Regions from separate parts of the Capsicum annuum genome. Here region 1 is linked to region 2. A link is a contact called in public Hi-C data. All regions are on one chromosome and are shown on one strand. Each heading gives the region's core, a stretch centred on a gene start, on an enhancer-like site or on the middle of the called end of the contact. The rest is flanking DNA. Distances are from core to core; before and after follow the strand shown. Region 1 holds the start of LOC107862352 (transcription factor BIM1). Region 2 has its middle 19 kb from the start of LOC107862353.

Evidence for each region. A called contact is a pair of places that touch in the nucleus more often than the background predicts.
Region 1: a Hi-C map of leaf shows a contact between it and region 2, with 5 times the contacts expected there. The contact joins the promoter of LOC107862352 here to the enhancer-like site in region 2. A contact is called at or near these places in 5 of 5 Hi-C or Micro-C datasets (bud, leaf, pericarp and 1 more).

What each region holds. Positions count from the first base shown.
Region 1 is chr3:251,639,724-251,643,042 of UCD10Xv1.1, reverse strand. LOC107862352 (transcription factor BIM1) reads right to left here and starts at 1,447. Exons shown (of 12, transcript XM_016707907.2): 1 at 1,133-1,447; 2 at 688-1,010; 3 at 472-540. The coding sequence starts at 724.
Region 2 is chr3:251,601,376-251,604,620 of UCD10Xv1.1, reverse strand. No RefSeq gene overlaps it. Among protein-coding and RNA genes, the nearest start is that of LOC107862353, 19 kb to the right of the region's middle. Within about 2 kb of position 1,475, at least 3 of the 5 cell types and tissues checked have an H3K27ac peak or open chromatin away from gene starts, as enhancers often do. A contact at or near this core is called in leaf and pericarp, where this site is marked.

The DNA of each region.
Region 1 (3,319 bases), core at 198-2,697, 38 kb before region 2:
GGGCGGCTTACGTTCAGACAATGATCAGATCTCCTAAATCCGATGAGATGTAATTTTCTATGTTGAGCATTTATGGATAAACTAACAAAAAAAATTAGCTCACAGTTTGCGCACTTATAACCAAAAAAACAATTAACTAAAATCCACTACTAATAACGTGTATAAATAACTAAGATATAATCTAATAACTCTCAAGTTAAGTGCATAATATAAATGATAGAATATTAAATAATTTCTCATTTAAGAATCTTTTAAAAATAAAGGGCTGCATCTTCTCCAAAATCAATGACAACAACACATGCACCCCAAACACACCTTTTGTTGGAAAAAAAATAAATCTCACAAGTAAAACAGAAAGACAAAAAAAAAAAAACCTTTTATCTCCGTTAAAAATAATAAACCTAAACAAAATATGATAATTATCTTTTATCCAAAAAGAAATAAGTATCCTGCATGCGCGAAAAATCTTACCTTGGGGAGGTGTTGGATCTTGTTGAATAGGTGAATACAGTGAAAGAAAGTCATGCGTCGTCTTCCTCCCTGCAACAATCACGTACACATAAATCTAAATTTTCTATCATTAGTTTCGATAAATTAGTAAAACTATTTTTCAAAGAAAATTGGAGACGGAGACGGAGGGAGTGTTATTATCCAATACAAAAAAAGTGAAGCTAAAAGTAGTGTTACCTTCTGTTCCAAAAGGTCTGGGCTGAGGCAGCTCCATCCAAAAGCTTAAATTGTGTGTTCGCCAGATCAAGTAATTAGACCAGAATTCAACTGAATTTCGCAGATTAATCTCTTTGTAAACCAGAATTCAACTGAATTTTGCTAATTAAGATGTTGCGTATATCGAAAATTCTGTATTCAAATCTCTTTATAGTAGCACAGATCCGCCTCCAACGAAAATTGGAGGCGCATTAGCAGCAGACTGGCAAAATCTTCTGTAAAACTAACTTCAAGAACTTGTAGATTATTTCACGATAAAATTCACTCCAATTCTCTTCACTTTCCTGGAAAATTACAAGTTTCGTATAAGAAACGGGCTAATTAATCATAATTCAGCTGAAAATATACGTAATAAAGTAGAGAATTTACAGAACAAAAGAGATCCAGAAGGAAGATAGATACGTACTTTTAGATGAGAATTGTCGATGAATAATGCATAATTGAGATGGGAATTCCTCCGAAAGAAATGAAAACAATAGTTTCCCAAACGTAATAAGGAAGTGATCCAAACAGTGACTTTTGAAAGATATTGCTGGTAGGCCCTCGTCGTCTCTTGTCTAACCAAAACTCAATTCACTAATTTACATGAGTATATATTGCCGCCTCAATTTTGCTTCAATATACAGAAAAATAAAATGGGACTCGTAGATCACAGAAATCTGAATATATCTCTCTACTTTCTTTTTTTTTCTGTGAGGGAGGGAGGGACTTTGGTGAGAGGAGCTTTAACTTTTAAAGGCAGCGTTCATCGTTTTCGTTTTCACTCCGTTAAGTTAACACACTCACGTAACGTCGTTACGGCGCATTAACGGCGTTTGGCTCATAGTTTGACGGTCTTTTAAGCATATTCCCTCCGTCCAATCAAACTTGTTTATATTTAATAGAAAGAATAAAAGAATGGTTATATTTTCATCATTTTAAAAAAAATTTATTTATTTTAACTTGGTGTGAAATTTTAAAAGTAATAAATTTTATATCATAAATTATTATTATATCTAATGTATCAAAATATTCTTTAATTATGTAATATCAAAAATATTAAAGTTGAAATTAAAATATTAATTTAAAAAAAGATTATTTTTATGAACGAACTAAAATAAAAGTAAGTCATTTATTTTAAAGAAGAAAAATATTATTTATTAGTCTTTCAAACTATACAATGATTATTAAAAATATATTTTTAGTAACATGATCAAGAAAAAAAAGATGAAGAGAATAATTATTTTTAATCTACATTGATACCTATTTAGAATTTGATTGAATTCAAAATAGTATATTATACGATTCTTTTATAACCGTGATACTTCTAATAAAAAAAATTAATTTTAAAATTTAATAGTGGGATTAACTATTTCGGCTAACCTAATGACCGTTTACTAGACTGTCGGATCAAGGTGTCATGGAATTCAGTTCACTGCTAGTGGTATAAAATTTGATTTTTTTATATTTTTGGCGATCCCGAGTAATAGTATTAGTTTATTTAGCAACTAAATCTTTTAATAATATTATAAAAATTATAGTAATTAGGAAAAGCTACTCCATGTTCCGGTTAAACTAATAGTGATGCATTAATCTGTCCCATTATTTCGAAAAGAAACGGCTCCTCCACATCTAACATAATGTTAAAAATAATTTATTGAGTAAGAGGCAGAATGAGTATCAAATTCCACTTATTAACAGATTCAAAAATATAACTACACGCTGTGATATAAATTTTTTATTTCACTATTTCTCGAACACGTAAATATCTGACAGATTAATTTAAAATATTATTTTGTGTATCTTTGACAATAATTAATTTTATATTATGAACCAAGAACAAAAGCATGCAACTTGGACAAAGGCTAATCAGCACCTCTCCGTTTCTATTTTTTATTTTCTAAACGATATTTGATGTCCGTTTTGAAGACTCAAATTATTCAAAAACATCGAATGCAAACTATTAAAAAGAATTTTTAAAACTTTTATCATTTCAAAATTGAGATTACTAATTAAGAATAAAATGATTACATCGATCGCATCATAACCTTCGATGGTACCACCTCTCCATTATAAATATATTATACTTCTTTACTTCTAATTTATATGTCATAATTGAAATTTTCAAACTTTAATCGTGAATTCGTACCCGAAAGTTTTAAGGTTTTTGATATAAAATTTATATATTTAAAAACTACATAAAATATTGGGCATTTTACATAAATCCCAATATTTTATTACCTAATTACTCTCTCTCCCAACTTTTATATTAATTACGTGATATCTCGGATATGATACATTATTTAATCTCATATACATAAGTTTATGAAACATTACTAACTAATTAATTAGAGATAAAAAAGGAAAAAATCAGTAAAAGAGCCTATAATTTAGTAATTAACACACTTAATTTAAGATTGTGTCTATTTAATTACATAAAATCTGTAACAACTTCTTTATTTGAAATTTGAATAGTTAAATCAAGATTCATCAATCATAATCTTTCAAAACTATTTCCTTCTCCAATTGTCCATTCCATGTTCATCATAAAAAATCTCATTCCTAACATTCAGAAAAAAATTAAACACAATATATGAATTTGATGTCTTAGAAG
Region 2 (3,245 bases), core at 226-2,725:
ATAACAACGCGATATGATTTCGAATCAGATAGGTTTAGTTAGACATAAAATGACTACACTCACAACTTGTTATATTGATCGATAAAACTACTATAAGGTATTTAATTAATTAAATTTCAAGATTTGAGCATGAATGACATGTCCTTTTCGTACTCAGTTTTGATAACCACTACCTGTATGATTAATACCCATTCATCAATAACATTTCAAATATGTGTAAAATCAATTGGTCCAAGCAGAAGTGTTTATTATGAATATATAGGCAGGAAACTCTTCTACCCAAAATTAGTTAGTAGCTGAATACGATTTGTCCAAAAGTTTAATAAGTTAGCCAACCATCTTAACAATAATTTGTGGCAGACAGTACAAGTTTTACTGTTTTTTTTTTTATAATTTTAATCTAATTTGAATATTATTTGGTAAAATAAATAAACTGAAACTAAGCTTTGATAGAATTTAATCATCTATATACGAACAATATGGATATATATATAATTAAGGAGTCCAACACCAAAATGAAACTTTTTCCAAGTCAATGAAGCAAAAGGGTTGCCATAAATTGTGTGTACCAAAACAAATTGTTCGTACTAACTGCAAATTTCATAAACTAGGTAAACGTTTGTTTGCTCCTTTTTTTTTTTTTAGGAAAAATCTTTTTGGCCACAATTTTTTTGTCACAATTTGGTCATAATGAAAAAAAATTGCGTTCATACTTAACTTTTAGACTTTTTTGCCCTTTTATGGTAAAATCTAAACAAGGCTATAAAAGTCTTTTCACAATTATGGTCAAATTTGGATCAAAAAATTATAATCATTTAGCACTTTCCTTTTTTTAAATATAACAACAATCACCAGCACTCTTATAGAAAAGTGAGTCATGCACAGTACAGTAACTTAATTATCTACCAGCTACTTGTTTATTTAAAACAACTGATTAAGACTTTAGTTAGTCAATGAGAAATACAATAAGCTAAGGTAACGTGATTTCATTAAATTAATTAATAGAGCTGTGGATTACATTTATGTCTAAAAGAAAAGTTAAGATTCCCAATAATACGCAAAGACTGCAAAGGTTCATGAATACAGCGACGTCAATTGCTTTCTTTTGAAAAAAAAAAAAAAAAAAAGTTCGAATTGTTTCTCAAGAAACAAATACGATTCTTTATGTAGGTCTAGGTCCTATGTATAATACATGCTTAACTCCTTTTTTGAATAATTCAAAGAATACTAAAATTTTAAAAAATATCCTCTAAGACTAAACTAAATAAATTATATTTAAGAAAGTAACACAAAGATTTCAGAAAATAAAGTTTTTTCAGACAGAAAATAGAAACTAAGAATGCACGACGATATATTAAAATTTTTGCTATGCACTGAATCTAAGAAAAAGCCGGACCATGTGGGTTGATGAATTCAAAGCAGAGATGAAACAATAAAATATCTTTTTGTGTAGTTCTAGTCTTTAATTCTAGGTAAAAGCTTGTAGTAGTAATTAATTAGTACTAATATTCATTCGATTATTATTATATTAATGTAAAGAAGGGAGAACAACGCAGAAAGATTAGAAGTTCCATAATCATTAGTTTTAGAATTTACTCTTCCAAAATAACCTGAAATGTAAATTATTAAATAATTAAAGTAATTAATTGTAAACAAGAAGCTTCCCTGTAGCGTGGACATTCTCTACTTAAGGTATCATTATAGGGATCAGTTAAATATGATTATATAGTGTCGGAGGATTAGGATAATGTATATTGTAAACTCTTTGTTTTTTTTTCTTTATTTGTGGGATTATGAATAAAAAGTTAGCCCAGGATAATTATTATTATGAATTAAAAAAATAAAAGTTAGTTTTACGGGACAGGTGGCAATCTGACCGTGAAATCCGGTAGAGTCACGTGATTAAAAAATGTCTAGTTGATACATCGTCCGCCTCCCAAATCACGTGGCCAACTCACGCGGTGATGTGGTGGCCCCCACATATTATACGCGAATCTGATTTTCTTTACATTGTTAATATATTGTGTAGTTTATGTAAAAAGAGTTTAATGCAAGTACTAGGCCGAATAACTAACTACACCCTTCATAATAATATAATAGTTGTGTGATAAAAAGATGTCATTTAAATTTAAATGTAAATTTTATAAGTGATAGTTTGATCAGTTATATTATATACAGTAAAATATTAATTAATTAAGAATTTTTATATTTAGAAGATTGATAAAAGTGGTGAAAATAAAAATATTATGATTAATGTGTGAATTTAGCAGGAGAGATGAGATTGAAAGTGAAAATAATTGAGGTAAAAAGAGGATGTTATCAGAGAAAGATGCGGTGTAAAAAATAAGATTGAAATAATTCGAGATGAGAAGATGCATGATGTCACAGTATAAAGATGTGGAGAGATTGGTCTTGGATGAAGAGGTAAAAAAATATCGAAAAAGTATTGAAAGAGATAATTAGGTAGAACATGTTTAAGTGTAGTTTAGCAAAAATAGAAACTTAGAAATATTTGGAGGATATGAACTAGTGTCAAAGGTTAATATATTGTAGTGTATAGATACAAATAAGTGGGATTATCCTATTTTGTTGTCCTTACTAATAGGCATATAAGTACTCTTGTAATATCTTGTTCTTTGATATCAGCTATTATTTATTATTTCGTATAGTTTAATTACAATACTATTTATTATAGTACTATTCTAATACATACAAACTATTATTTTTGTTACTATTTGTTGTCTTTTGTGCTTATATTATGTTTTTTTAAAATTATTTTTGTTTCGAGTGGGGTATATAGGATACAATATTTCTATCTCATCTTTTAGGTAGAGAAGTTTTCGTATTCCTTACTCTCTCTAAACATCACTTTGTGAAATTATATTAAATATGTTATTGATTTTACTATTCGTAATAATTCCACAAAATCTATTTATTATAATTTCATAAATGAAATTTGAAAGTATGTGATGTAGGTCTTTAACCGCCAACTAGTAGAGATAAAGTTGTTGATTATCCCTCTACTCAAAGTTAATAGTATAATTAAAGCAAGATATATAGTAAAAAAACAAAATTAAATAACAAATTGGCAAAATAAGCAGAATAAATTTAAAAAAATATAAATAACATAAATATCAATTTTTTAAAAGTAATTATACTATCTTTTATTTTTTTTAAATTACTTTATTCTCTCTCTATTAATATATACAATATAATCGACATATACATAACATTCTGTGTATATG